Linked DNA regions of Bos taurus: region 1 is linked to region 2. The links are chromatin contacts, called in public Hi-C maps. All regions are on one chromosome and are shown on one strand. The core of a region is the stretch at or near the end of the contact, and the rest is flanking DNA. Distances in the headings are between cores, read along the strand shown. Region 1 holds the start of LOC104973928 (a long non-coding RNA gene). Region 2 overlaps ZNF217 (zinc finger protein 217).

Region 1 (7,581 bases), core at 784-3,283, 70 kb before region 2:
TAGCTTTCTATTTTATACAAGGTCACGTAGGTATCCAGTGCTACTCTCTCAATTAAATTTTTTTAAAAAAAGAATAATAATATCATTTGAGATCATTATATATATCATTTGAGATCATATATTATATATGAGCATCCATATAGTACATTATGGGCTTCCCTGGTGGCTCAGCGGTAAAGACATCCGCCTGCTATGCAGGAAATTGGGGTTCAATCCCTGGCTCAGGAAGATCCCCTGGATAAGGGAATGGCTACCCACTCCTGGGAAATCCCATGGCCAGAGGAGCCCGGCGGGCTGCAGTCAGACAACTTAGTGGCTATACAACAACATACAGCCCATCGGTGACATTAGACAGGTGGCATTTACTGCACGACTGCCAAACACTCCCAATAAACCTCTAGCCACCTTTTTTCATAGCAAAGCAAATAGGGACCACATTTCTGTCTTTGTTCATTTCAGATTGACAGATGTTGGGCTCCAACAAGCGAGGGGAGGGAGGAGTAAAGGAGGACAGCGCACTTCCTGCCTGTAAGGAGGAGCCAAAAGAAACTGTTTCAATACAGGCCTGAGGGCCCTTGATAGAGCAACCGCTATGGAGTTGCTGCAGGGACACAGATGCTTTCTAAACCCCTTTCTAAATACAGCAAGAAGTCTGTCCAACAAAGAGGCCTGGCGGTCCAGTGGCTGACTCCCCACTCCAGTGCAGGAAGCCAGGGTTCGACCCCTGGTCGCAGAGCTAGATCTCACACACCACAGCAAAGATGGAAGAGCTGCATGCCACAGCTAAGGCAGAGTGCGACAAAATAGATAATATTTAAAAATTTAAAAATAAGAGGCACAGAAAGGACACTCCAGGTGGAACAGCACAAGCTAAGGCCGGCATCTCCACATGAAGGGCAGGAATAGGGAGAGGCAGGGCAGAACCACTAGCTCTTTGGTGCTCTCAGATCACAGGGGAAGTAGATTGTTTTCTATAATGGTGCATCTATCCAGCCAAGACCAAAAGCCTTTCCACAGTAAATCGCAAGTTTGCATTCTCAGAATACTGGAGTGGGTTACCATTTCCTCCTCCCAGGAGTCTTCCCAACCAGGGATCCAACCTGCATCTCTTGAGTCGCCCGCATTGGCAAGCAGGTTCTTTACCACCAGCGCTACCTGGGAAGCCCCCTTTCCAAGTATTTACTTCCTTCAAACTGTTTGACAGATAAATATAATACAGAAGCAAAAACATTTCTTCACGCCCATTTAAATCTTCTCCCGTTTCAAAACCGTTCAAATAAAATGAGTCTTTCCTGTGGAATCTGTTCTATTGATTTGTTTTAAGAAAAGATCCCTCCTAAAGAAAGAAAAGCCATCTTTGATCTGACTTAAAAAGATCTAATCAAACAATATAATCTATGAGGAAAAGGGAGGAAAAGAAAACCAAACTTCTTTGAGCCACATCAAATATATGAAAGAGAAAATACTTCATTTAAATGCTGAAAAGGAACACAAAACAGCTTGAAATGTAATAGCCTCTGCAGAGTAACTGAGACCACATGTTGATCTGACATGAGTTCCTCAGACACAATTAAAGGTCACTTCATGTACAAACATCTCATTTCTCACTGAGAGGCTTGAACTGTTCTAGGTGCTTTTGGCCACTGCGGGGCAGGTGCCGCGACCTGGCCCGTCGGCAAGATGCTGCAGAAAGAGTAAGGGACCAGTCCACAAACCCCGGAAGTCTGCAACCGAGCCCCCGGGAAATGAGCACCCTGGATTTGGGCAGTTCCTGCCTTGAAATCCTAGGCGAGGAGGACGAGATAAATGGCAGAATTCTTGCTAACTCAGAGCCTGTCTCTCTCCCACGGAAGCCGGCTTTACTCAGAAGCAAACAGACTTGCTTTCTGCTTTGCCCACCTCCACATTCACGGGGCCCCAGGCTCCAAAGACTGAAGTCCGGGCGCTGCCCGGGGGCAGGGGGTGCCCCGAGCCACCGCGCTGCTCCGCGATGCCTCCCAGCGGCCGGGGGTTCAAGCCGAGACTCCGGGCGGGAAGGCGGGGTGCTTGGGGAGGAACTCCGAAAGCGCTCTCGGCCCCGTAGCCTCTTTCCACCCTCTCCCTTCCAGAAAGGATGCGCCCGAGGAGGACTTTAAAGTCTTCCCTTCCAAAGGGGAATCACATCTAGAAAGCTTTTCTCAGAAGGAGAGACAGATTATTCGATTGGAAAGAGAAGCAAATTTAAGAGCAAAACGAGGGAGGATCAAAGGGTCGGTTCGTGTGAACTGAAGACGGGAGCCTTTCCAGGGGGGCAGGACCTTTTCCGATTTCGGGCAAGACATTTTGGAGCCAGCGCGCCAGTGAGGATCAAAATCAAGAAGTGAGTCTGCGTTCCAGAAAGTCACGTGGTCTCTCCCTTTTTCTCTCTCTCTCTCTCACCGACTTAAAAAGACCTGCCGTCTCTGCACACTGGGGAAATCCGTGGGTGGGGGAGGCAGAAAATGAGAGCAAGGCGCCCTCAGAAAGCAGCGGGAGTCGCCGCCACCTCCCTGCACCCCCCGTTTCCCCTTGCCTGGTGCCCCGCAGACCCCCTCCGACTCAGCGCTCTGCTCTCTGTTCCTGGGACCTGGAAGGTCAGCCCCGCGGGCGGCAGATGGTCAAGGAAACCTGGGGTGTTCTCTTTGCAGTGTTCTTATTTGTATTTTTAATTATTCAAGTAAAATCTGCATACATTCTTGTAAAATAATACATTCTTCTAAAATCTCCAAGCAAACAACAAACAAAAAAAAACACACCCACCTTTCTGTTGGCGTTGGAATCATCTGTGGGGCATTTTCCAGTTTTAGCTTCCTGGTCTCCACTCTACCAAGTGCTGTTCTCAATTTGCTCTTTAGTTTCCAGATCTTATGGATATTATCTATGAATCTACGTAGGAGGAGGAATTAGTGAACCTGAAAGCAGGAACCTGTGACCAAAAAAAGATCAATCACTGGTTCTTTGCAAAGTTCAATCAAATTTAAGACAGTTCATCAGGTGTGAGTAAAAGAAATGAGGGAACCCACATATAAACAACATCAAGAATAAAACCAGGCAACTGTGTCCAATATCCTATAATAAACCACTTTGGAAAAGAATATGAAAAAGAATATATATGCATAACTCACATTGCTGTGCAGCAGCAATTTATACAACATTATAAGTCAACTATATGCCAAGAAAAGAAATTTTAAGAAGAATAAAAACATGTAATTACAGGTAGAGAGCAGACTTTTAAAAAATTTAGGCACTGTTACTCATCATTTGGCCTGAAAGTCTACTTCTAAGGAAACAAATGAATTGCCAAAATCACTCCAGATCTTCTATTTACACCCAAAAGTATTACTTTCCCTTACCTGTTTGCTGGATGTGCTGCTGCTGCTGAGTCGCTTCAGTCGTGTCCCGTAGACGGCAGCCCACCAGTATATGTTCAATGCCCACTGTAAAAAATAGTGGGGGAACTTGTTTCCTTTTATCATGGAATTACTCTATTCTTAGGGGACAAGACAGGTTCAAGTGTATAGAATTTCTAATCTAAAAATGAGCTCTTTTAGAATTTAATTTAGCTTTTAGAAGCTTCTGTAGTAGATAAACCATGATATCAAAGAGAGAAATTTTCTCAAGAATGACTGACTTTTAATGCTTTCTTAGACAGTTATTAGCTCATCCAATTCCAGGCTGAAGAAGATTACCATCACTGGGTAGTTCCTTAACGGACAACCCCAAGCAACCACAAAACCATGGCCGCCCTTCACTTGGAGCTTACTCTGTGCCAAACACAGGCGCTAAGACACTTGGTTCTCGTAATGATGCCAAGGCTCGATGCTATCATCATACCCATTTTATAGACGGCAAAACTGAGGTGTAGAGAGGTTTCCCCTGAGGTCACACAGCTTGAGTGGCAGAATGGGGATTCCTGTGGAGAGTGGCTATGACTGCTTCAGATGTCACAGGCTGTACCTGCTGCCATAAGAAAATCCAGCTCTTTTTCTCCTTATCACATCTGAACTGGAAACCTCACAATTTCACCCTGGACGGTGCACCTGTCTTACCTAAAGGGCCCTTAGCAAGAAGAGGAGTTTAAAGGAGGAAAAACATCCCATGCCCTCAGGAAAGGTGACTAAAGGATTTCAGGGAACAGGGAGGGGCAGCGAGGGTGAGGTTTACCTAACTAGACAGTTCAGGCAGTAAGACTAGAAAGCGCTTCTTAGCCCAGACCTGCACTTCACAAACATCCATACTAATGAACAATTGTCATCGTTACCATTATGTTATTGTTACTCCATTTATCCCTCCTTAATTGAAAAAAACAATGCCTTTTCTTCTCTTTCCCTCTTTTCTCTGCCCTCACCCCTCCCAAAAAAAAAAAAAAAAAATCCTGACTGACTACGTGTCAATGCACTCGGAAGGCCTGACTGGCTGTGAATACCGTATCTGCATTCCAAAGGAGAAAAATTATATGTGCCACAGCTATTAAGGGGTAGGCGTAGAGAAATGCTCTTGAGGCTCCGGATCCTTCTAAATTCCCTCCTCCCTCCACTCCTCCCCCTGCCCCTCGGGGAGCTATTTTCACCGTCTTTCCTCTGTCTTGGGAGAAGCCTGAGGGACCCAGGCCCGGAGTCCCTGCAGTCCCCTTCCCTGAGCCTTCTGCAAGGGCAGGGCGGCCACGCCTGCAGTGCTCCCTGTGGCCTAAACCCCTCCAGGGCCGGACCGAGCTGCCTCCTTTTGTATAGCATTCAATAAATACCTGTTCTTCTGTGGAGAAATTGTTCAAATACTCTAGTAACAGAACATAGAAGATACACTCTGAGAAAGCCATCTTGGGTTGCATTTACACAAGAATGGAATTACTGTTTGGTTTGGGTTTGGTTACTGAAAGTTTCTAGGTGTGTATGTATTTACCTGGAACAGAGTCCCCTGAAATTAGCTGGGGGAGGAGGGGGAAGTCTTTGAAAGGCTCCTTCTTGCTGTTAACTGTTAAGCCGTGTGTGTCTCCCTTCCACCATGATAAGAAAAACACAAACCATTTTCTTTTCTTGAAACCATGACTCCAGTGGCTTTTACATAGCTGAGCTTCTCTGTGGGCAGAAGAAAGGAAGAAGGTTCGCCTGCGTGTGCTTCATGAGCCCCGTCGAGTTTTAGACATGTTGTAACAGCTCAGGTTTTATCTTGTTGTTTTAAGTGAATCAGGTGCTTTCAGATGCTTCAGCAGTCCCTCTATGGGTAGTGAGAGAATTCCCTGTGACCTTTCCAAATTCTTAATAAAGCTGCGAGTTTGGCTGCAAGCGTGGAGTCAGCCGAGAAGCAGGACCGTGGTCGGCCGGCCGGCCGTGCACTGCCTGTGTTCTGCCGGTCCCCGTTCTCAGGCATGTGCTCAGAAGACGCACGTTGAGCAACGTGTTTCTGAATTAAAATATTACTCAATCTGCTTGCTTTCTTAAGAGGAATTACATTAAACCACTGACCTACGTATGTATGAGATCCTGGTTTTGAACGAGTCAGTAATGAACTTTTAAAGTTTGGTCTACCAAGATGAGTCAATGTGATTGATTTATTAATTAGTAAAAGCCATCCTCTGAAATTACCTTGCATTAATCACAGGTCATGCAAAATATATTCAGTTATTCTGAGGATGGAGGTTTGACAAACTATCCCTCCTTCAGAGACCACAGTCAATTTTAATAACTCTTGCTGGATAAATCATTCATGTTCAGCCTGAAATGATGAGTGGTTGAGGAAATTCCCAAAAGACAAGGGACCCATTCTGGCGAAGATGAAAACTATGCAAAGCAGAGACAGGGAGGCGGGGTGAAGCCGGAAATGAGGTTCTGACAATTCTGGATATTCTGGTATCTGCTGCTACTCGCACTAAAGGGATCGACTCTAACTGGATTCTTCTGAGTCAAAAGCTGGTGAAACTATAGAAAATGGGCAGGAAACCCCAGCTGCCAGAACCCAGCCTTTTAGTGAAAGCTGGCTAATGCCTGACCAGGGCAGAAATAAACTGACTGGGGACTCCGCTGGTGGCCCAGTGGCTACAGCTCTGTGCTCCCAGTGCAGGGGCCTGGTTCAGGACCTAGTCAGGGAACTAGATCCCACATGCAGCAATTAAGCCCCAGTGCAGCCAAATAAATATTTTTTAAAAATAGTAATAAATAAACTGATTCATGGTGGAAAAGTGGAGCTGTCAAGTCACCCAGAGACCTGGATGTCCTGTCTTGCATGATCCAAACCCTAGCTCTCAAAATCAGATACATTTAAATAACTGACAATCGTGTCTCCCAATGGATCCACTTTACAGATGAGAAAACGGAGCCCCTTCAGGTGCAGTACAGAACATATGGTAAACCCAGAGCCTGCGTCCAAAGGCACCAGAGCATGCTAAATAGCCTTTCTCAGTCTAAATTTCCCTTTAATAATCACAGGTGGAATAAACAAAACTGTGTGATTTCTGACTCTCAAGTGCTGTGGTTTGGGTATCTTGATTCCTGCTTTACTTTCTCAACAATCTCACTGAGCCTAAGTGTTTATGAGTGTATGAACATATATAAATATATATGTGTATGTGAAAGTATATACTTCAAAGAAATAGGGACCAAGTTTTGAAGCTTCAGATTTAAAACTACTTATATATGACAGAATTTTAAAAACAAATGTCTAATATGTTCACTTCCTATTATTGCATGTGGGTTTTTTGACCTACTAACTATATAAGAAAAAAAAAAGGGGAAGCCAGATATGCTGGAGATTTAAAATTCTCCACTTTTGTGATACAGTGAAATTGATTAGAGATATGGGAAAATAGTGGAGTGTTTTTAATCCTCCTAGTTTTATCGCAAAGATTGAAATCTCTCTAGATTTTATTAGAAAAGAAAAATGTAGCAGCTTGGGCAAACTCAAGTAACAAAACAATGAATTTTAGTGAGTTCACTTCCTAAAGATAGATCACTGCCGGTGGAGTGTGGTTCCTGAATAATCTTGAGAGCCAAGTGATTAATCAGAAATGAAGGGACTTCCCAGGCAGTCCAGTGGTGAAGACTGGTCCTAATGCCAGGGGAACGGGTTCGATACTTGGTCAGGGAACTAAGATGCCACATGGCGAGGTCAAAAATTTAATTAAAAAAAAAAAAAGAAGAAAGAAATGAAGTCATGAATAGAATTCAGGGAGGTTTTAAGAAGAGGCAGACAGTGTCCAGAGATAATGTTATTGGAGGAACCCTTTCCCTTCTTGATATGTTTGACATTTTACAAAGTAAATGAGGAAATACTCTTGAGTATTAAGGCCCTCTCCAGGAGCTTGGATTACTGAAAGAAAGAAGGGGGCGGCAGAGACAGCCCTGCCCTGCCTAGACTGGGAGAATGCTAACTGCGCGGGCAGTGGGGAACAAAGGAAGCGTCCATATTTAGAAGCAGGAGAAATTTGGGATGCCAGCCCTTGCAAATGAGTTTACTGCTTCCTTAACTTTGAAACTCTTTAACTCTTGAGCGCTCCCCACGTAGCGCCTTCAGTTCAGCAATTAAGGAAATAAAACCCAAAGCTGGGTAATCCCTGAGCTCTGCTTGGTG
Region 2 (6,549 bases), core at 30-2,529:
GCGACTTCACTTTCACTTTTCACTTTCATGCATTGGAGAAGGAAATGGCAACCCACTCCAGTGTTCTTGCCTGGAGAATTCCAGGGATGGGGGAGCCTGGTGGGCTGCTGTCTATGGGGTTGCACAGAGTCGGACACGACTGAAGTGACTTAGCAGCAGCAGCAGAGGAAACGGAGGCCGTTGCGGAGGGCCTGTTGGTGGGTCTCTCCGGTCCAGGGGGCACCGTCCAGGGCACAGCGTCCCACCTGTGCTTCAGGTCGTGCCCCTCTTCACACAGCTTTTCTCTCCGTTTAGTAATCTTTTATTGACTAGAGGATTCTGCTGTTGGAGCTCAGCTGATAAACCCCTGCCAAATCAGCCGGGGAATGATGAGAACATGAGTTAGTCTTAGAAAAACAGTATCCTTTACAGAGATGGTCTTGGTTTAAACATACACTGGCGTCTTGTGTTGTGAGTTGGCTGTGTTGATATCTCTTAAGAGCCCCCTGTATGACACCCAGGGGGAATGTGACCGGATAATACGTCTTCTCTCAAGCTGGTGCCCAGTTTCTGTCCTGATCACATGATGGGGGTGAGGGTGGTAGTTTTCATAGCAAATATTTAGTGTGTTTTGAGTTTCCTTGGAGACAGGAAACGTAGCACTTGGCATGCTTATAATCTTCAGGTTTTAGAAATCTAGAAAATGCATTAGATGTCTTAATGACATCATAAAAATGACTTTAAACATAGCCTTCTAGTCTTCTAAGTGATTCCTTCGAAACAGTGGCAGTGCTGTGCCGTTTGTGGTGAGAGAGCTGCCCCGATGCCCAGGAGCTGTGAGCGGACAGTCGCATTTGCTCGTAGGTGGCGTGGGCAGGACCGAGTGGAAAACCTGGGCCCCGTTGGCAGACGGCTAGGATGGCCCGTAATAGCTGGGAGCACCAAGATTTGCGATGGGTCTGGTTATATCTTGCTTAACCTTTCTTTGCCCTGATTTCCTTGTTTACACAATTGGTTCATCGACCCTTATCTTCCACCTCCCAAGGATGATTTTAGCTGCCTATTTATTTAAAAAAAATCCTTTATAAAGGACAGCGCAACAGAACCATGGGTGAAGCTGGAGGAGCAGGAACCTGGTAGACTGGACATTTCACGTCCTTTGTGTTGGAGGAAAGGCATTTCGTAACTCTGGATGTGACGCAACACACCCTAAATCCCGACACAGCTGGAAGTAGTAAACTGCCGTAACACGCAAGCTCAGCTGAAGTCTTGGCGAGCTGGGTGTGAGTGTCAGAGGAAGAGCGGGGCGCTCTGTGAGAGGTTGGATCCCCTGAACCCACACTGTGATGGGCCTTCTGGTCTAGACTTAGCTTACTGTCATCTACTGCCAGCCTGGCTTTCTTTTTTTTTTTCTAGCCTGGCTTTCTTTAGATTTACTTTCACGATCAAAAAGCGAAGTAAATGATTTATTGTTTTCAACTTTTATAAACTGGATTAATAATAGTGATTCATGTAAGTTGATTTTTTAAGTCCTCTTGACACCTTTTTAGATCAAAGGTTGTCTCTCCTGTCTTCCAGTATTTGGAGGTGGCTATACTGTCTTCTGGAGAAGGCAATGGCAACCCACTCCAGTATTCTTGCTTGGAAAATCCCATGGATGGAGGCGCCTGGTGGGCTGTGGTCCATGGGGTCACACAGAGTCGGACATGACTAAAGTGACTTAGCAGCAGCAGCAGCAGCAGCATCATGCTGTCTTCATGGAAGTTCAGGGGTGACAGAAATTATATGGTCCTGTCTCTCTTGTTTTTAAGTCATGCCCCAAGGCTTGTGGGATTTTAGTTCCCCCATCAGGGATTGAACCTGGTCCCTGGGCCATGATAGTGTGGGGTCCTGACCACTGGACCATTGGGGAATTCTCTTGACTCCCGTCTTTATGGTACCTGGGAGCTCACCAAGGTTTCTTATAAGCTTCTTTTTAAAATCAGTGAAGTCTATAAATCTAGACTTCGGAATGTGGACAGAGCCAGGCAGAGGCCCTTCCGTTGGAAATTCCAGTTTCCAGGCAAAAGGATGAGTTATGCTGAATTTACAAATGCCCCGTCTTCTGCTGCAGCCACACTGGTGGGTGTGACGTGACCAGCGGTGACAGGAGGTTCACCCTGAGCTCGGGGTCCTGCTGGACAAACCGGGGCGTGACCAGGGCCTGTGCCCGCCTCAGGGGGCCTGTGTCTGCTCCATTGTCCTGATTGTGGACAGAGGGGCTTAAAGTCTAACCCGCTGTTCCTTGGGGACAGATTGTGATTCGTCAAGGTTGCCCGTGTGAGCACTCGCAAATAATATGATCTGCTTTCCAAAATCTGCTTTGCTAAATTTTGACGAACTTTCCTAGGTGTTTGCCCAGGGCCAAACTTTTAAAGATTAAGTTGTGCCTGCTGCCCTCTAGTGGTAACGGGCTTAATCTTAAGCCAGTTAATCTTTCCCTCTGGTGGTTGGGAAGTTGGCATTTGTGTTGGCTGGGTTTTCTCAATTACTTATTCTGAAGAAGCTGGTTATTCCAGCCCGTGTGCAGGTCCAGCTCAAGTTTGCCAGATTCTGTGTGTCTCAGGCTGGGAGCGCAGAAAGCTCTCTGTTCATTTCAGTCTATTAAATGGTCTTGTGACCGAAACCATGAAGAAGGCAGTCATCAACAGTGAGCTCTGCTGTGCTCAGAAAACAAAACTGTTGCACACAGGCTTTAATGCTGCACACAGCCTCAAAGCAGCAGTTGGCTGTTTTTAGCCAATACCTAATATAAAAAGTATTTTAGATTCTCCAAAAATGTTCTACCAAGAATCTTTAAGTCAGCTTGCCCTGTTCACATCCTTGAACTGTCTTCTTAAGTGAATATTTTTGTTTCTGTTTTAAGATAAAAATGATGATGGAGGGAAAATGAAGCATCTTACATCCTCAAGAGAATGTAGTTATTGTGGAAAGTTTTTCCGTTCAAATTATTACCTCAATATTCATCTCAGAACGCATACAGGTAAGGAACTCCTTACATTTGTTTACTGCATGTATTAGCTCTGAGGATTGTGATGTAGTTCTGTGTCTGATTTTTGTTGTTGTCCAGATACTCTTCTAGATCCATGGGACATCTTAAGAATATACGTGTAGCCTGTTGATTTGTAGCTGTTGTTTTGCTTCCTTTAGTGTTATTGTAACTTCAACTGTTTTCTTGTGAAGTTGGTCTCTTGTTTAATGTCTGATTCATCCTTACTCTCATTTTATTAAAGTCTCTAATATTTTTAAATGTCACAGCTTTATTAATTTTTATGATTTAGAATGAAATTAATATTTAATCATCTTTGTTTATTACTATTATTACACCTATGTTTATTACTATTACTTTTTGGCCACTCTGCCTGGCTTGGGGGATCTTAGTTCCCGCGGCAGGTGATTAAAAGCATGATCTTGGCACTGAGAGCTTGAAGCCCTAACCACTGGACCCCCGGAGAATTCTGTCACCTTTTCTTGAGGTTGTGGAGCAGCGGTAACAGTGGTTTGGGAGGCCCTGTGAACTTGGACCTGCTTCTCTTCCACTCACTGGCTGTGTGACCATAGGCAGATTAACTTTTCTGCGCTCTCATTTTCTTAGCTGTAAAGGTGGGATAATATTGACTGGTGTAGGGCTGTTATGAAGATTAAATTAGATCATTTTAAGGTGTGCTTTTAAGTTTTTAAATGGAAGACACATGTTCACATTTTCAAATATTTGGGGTAGAAAGAGTGATAAAGCCACAACTCCTGAGAGCTTCTGGATGAGAAGATTCACAGACCAGAAGGGAAGAGGGAAGAACTGTTCTCTGCATGTGTTGATGCTTTCCGTGAGCGTGTGTAGTAAAGTGACCCTTCTCGTTGTAGGTGAAAAGCCATACAAATGTGAATTCTGTGATTATGCTGCAGCGCAGAAGACCTCCTTGCGGTATCACCTGGAGAGACACCACAGGGACAAGCAGACGGACGCTGCCGCAGACGCCAAGAGCGACGGGAGGCCCCCGGAGGCCGAAGATGCACTGCTAACCGCCGACGGTGCGCAAACCAAAAATTTGAAAAGATGTTTCGACGGTGCCAAAGATGTTAAAGGCAGCCCACCCGCAAAGCAACTGAAGGGAATGGCCCCCGCCTCTCAGAGCGTCCTGGGCGGCGCCGTGCTCGCGCCAGTGCACAGGGAAACTCAGGATTTCAGCAAGGATGCAGCGGACGACGGTGCCGAGAAGCTGAGCAAGGCCCCCGGCCCCGCTTACTTGGACGCCTTGAAGAAGAGGCCGCCCGCGGACCCTCAGGCCAGCCCCCTGGTGTGCAGGACAGAGGCGGCCACGGCAGCCCGCCACGCGCAGCTCGGGCCCCGGGAGAAGCGGGCGGCGGACGCAGGCTGCCAGGAGAAGCCCCTGAACCTGTCCCTCGCCCCGCACGGGGGCGCGGGGGCGCCTCTGGGCAGGAGCGTGACCGCCAGCAGCACCTGCCCGTTCTGCACCTTCAAGACCTTCTACCCGGAGGTGCTGACCATGCACCAGCGGCTGGAGCACAAGTACCACCCTGACGCGCACAAGAGCTGCCGGGGCAGGGCTGCGCTGCGCAGCCGGCGGACGGGCTGCCCGCCGGCCCTGCTGGGCAAGGACGTGCCCCCGCTGCCCGGCGCCTTCAGGCCCAAACCGCGGCCGGCCGCCCCGGCGCAGCCCAAGCCCGCGCCGGCCGAGCGGCCCGCGCCCGGCGCCCCGGGGCCCAGCAGAGCCCCGCCGCCCCCGCCGCCCGCGGGCGCCGACAGCACTTTAGCCCCCAGCAACCTCAAGGCGCTGCGCCCGCTGCCACCGCCCGGCCTCGGGGTTTCGGGGCCCGGGCCCGCCCGCACGCCGCCCGAAGCACCGCCCTGCAAGGCGGGCCCGGAGAAGGTGCGGCGGCCTGAGCCGCAGCCCCCCGCCGATGCCGCCAGGAGCGACGGCCCCTGGGTGCCCACCAGGGACTACGCGTGCGGCCGCGGCGGCGCTGAGCCGGGGGAGCCGCTGCCCAAGCGGCCGCGGGTCCCGCCTGAGCCGCCCTGTGCGCCGTGCCGCCGGCCGCCCGAGCTGCCGCAGTACCGCGTGGTGCGCGGGCTGGCGTCCCTGCTGCCGCCTGAGTGCGCCTGCGCGCCGCCCGCGCCCCCCGCGCGCCCGCGCCCCGCGCCCGGGCCCGCCTTCGCCGCGCTGCTACCCTGCGCGCCCGCCGCTGCGCTGGAAGGTGGGCGTCCTCGGGGGGCCCTAGAGGGGCGGGGGGGGCCCTGGAGCAGCGGCCCCTTTTCCAGCTTCTCCCGGGCTGGGCTGAAGGCAGCGGGGCCCAGGGGCTGCACCCCCTCGCAGTGCTGAGTCAGGTGTCCTTGACGGCTAGCCCACATGCATTGCGGGGCGCTCAGCCTGCCCGACCCGTGCGCGCCGGGCCCCTCCCAGGCTGCTGGGTCCCTTCGGTCTCCAGACCTAGGGAACTGCGCTGCCACCTTCGGCCGGGGCTCAGCCTTCAGTGAATCTTAATGCACAGTCTCCCCCGTGTTGCCCCCCTCGATGCCCACAGGTACCTTGAAGGTCCTTGTCCCCGCGGAGGCGGCTTTAAAGCCCCTGCTGCCTCGGACGTGTCTAGCACACATCCGAGCCTGTGAGAGTAGGTGAGACAGGCGTGGGTGGGGACCTGTCCCACTTGGTGAAACCTCAGTGCCTTCCCTGGTTATAAGCTCTGCAGGTTTCTGTGCCCAAAGGGACACATCCATTTTAAACATCCCTGTTTGTATTAATTTGAAATGAAAGGTTCTGGGTGGTGATAGTTCTGTATCAAAGATGGCTTGATGCCAGTTGATCGGGGGATAGCTAATTAAAAAACAGTCGCTTTCACACAGTCCAGTGACTTTTATAAAAATTTTGATGAAAAAATAATTTCTGCACCCTTACGATTGGAAGTACCCCCCCCCCCCCCCCCCCGCACTTAAAATGGACATGAGTCATAACTGTGTCTTTTACTTGAAGAGAAAAGACTTTGTGTTGCGAGTAAATTGGTCTTTTTTTTCCCCTCCTCCACACAGTTTTGGTTCATGATACACAAAGGCTTAAAATCTTTATGTTGCTATTTTGGCTTTTAATCTTTACTAGCACTTAGATATGGAGAAGGCGATGGCACCCCACTCCAATACTTTTGCCTGGAAAATCCCATGGACGGAGGACCCTGGTGGGCTGTAGTCCACGGGGTCAGGAAGAGTCAGACACGACTGAGCGACTTCCCTTTCCCTTCTCACTTTCATGCATTGGAGAAGGAAATGGCAACCCACTCCAGTGTTTTTGCCTGGAGAATCCCAGAGACGGGGGAGCCTGGTGGGCTGCCATCTATGGGGTCGCACAGAGTTGGACACGACTGAAGTGACTTAGCAGCAGCAGCACTTAGATAATTTTACCATTTAGTGACTTAAAATTCTAAGCTAAGAAATGTCTTCCTGGCAATTAAAGATATTTTACCTTGTACCTATAATACATATGCATCTAATGTGTTGTGGTCACATTATCAGGAATTTTGGAA

What was found. Hi-C and Micro-C count contacts between places; a contact is called where the count stands out from the background.
Region 1: a Hi-C map of liver shows a contact between it and region 2, with 2.1 times the contacts expected there. The contact joins two enhancer-like sites. A contact is called at or near these places in 3 of 11 Hi-C or Micro-C datasets (blood, liver and skin fibroblasts).

Annotation. Positions count from the first base shown.
Region 1 is chr13:81,188,038-81,195,618 of ARS-UCD2.0, reverse strand. It overlaps LOC104973928 (a long non-coding RNA gene), which reads right to left and starts at 5,719. Exons shown (of 4, transcript XR_003037924.2): 1 at 4,918-5,719; 2 at 3,372-3,455; 3 at 2,779-2,944. Within about 2 kb of position 2,033, at least 47 of the 102 cell types and tissues checked have an H3K27ac peak or open chromatin away from gene starts, as enhancers often do. A contact at or near this core is called in liver, where this site is marked.
Region 2 is chr13:81,118,776-81,125,324 of ARS-UCD2.0, reverse strand. It overlaps ZNF217 (zinc finger protein 217), which reads left to right. Exons shown (of 7, transcript XM_059893087.1): 4 at 2,885-3,001; 5 at 3,880-5,232. Among named protein-coding and RNA genes, the nearest start is that of ZNF217, 32 kb to the left of the region's middle. Within about 2 kb of position 1,279, at least 26 of the 102 cell types and tissues checked have an H3K27ac peak or open chromatin away from gene starts, as enhancers often do. A contact at or near this core is called in liver, where this site is marked.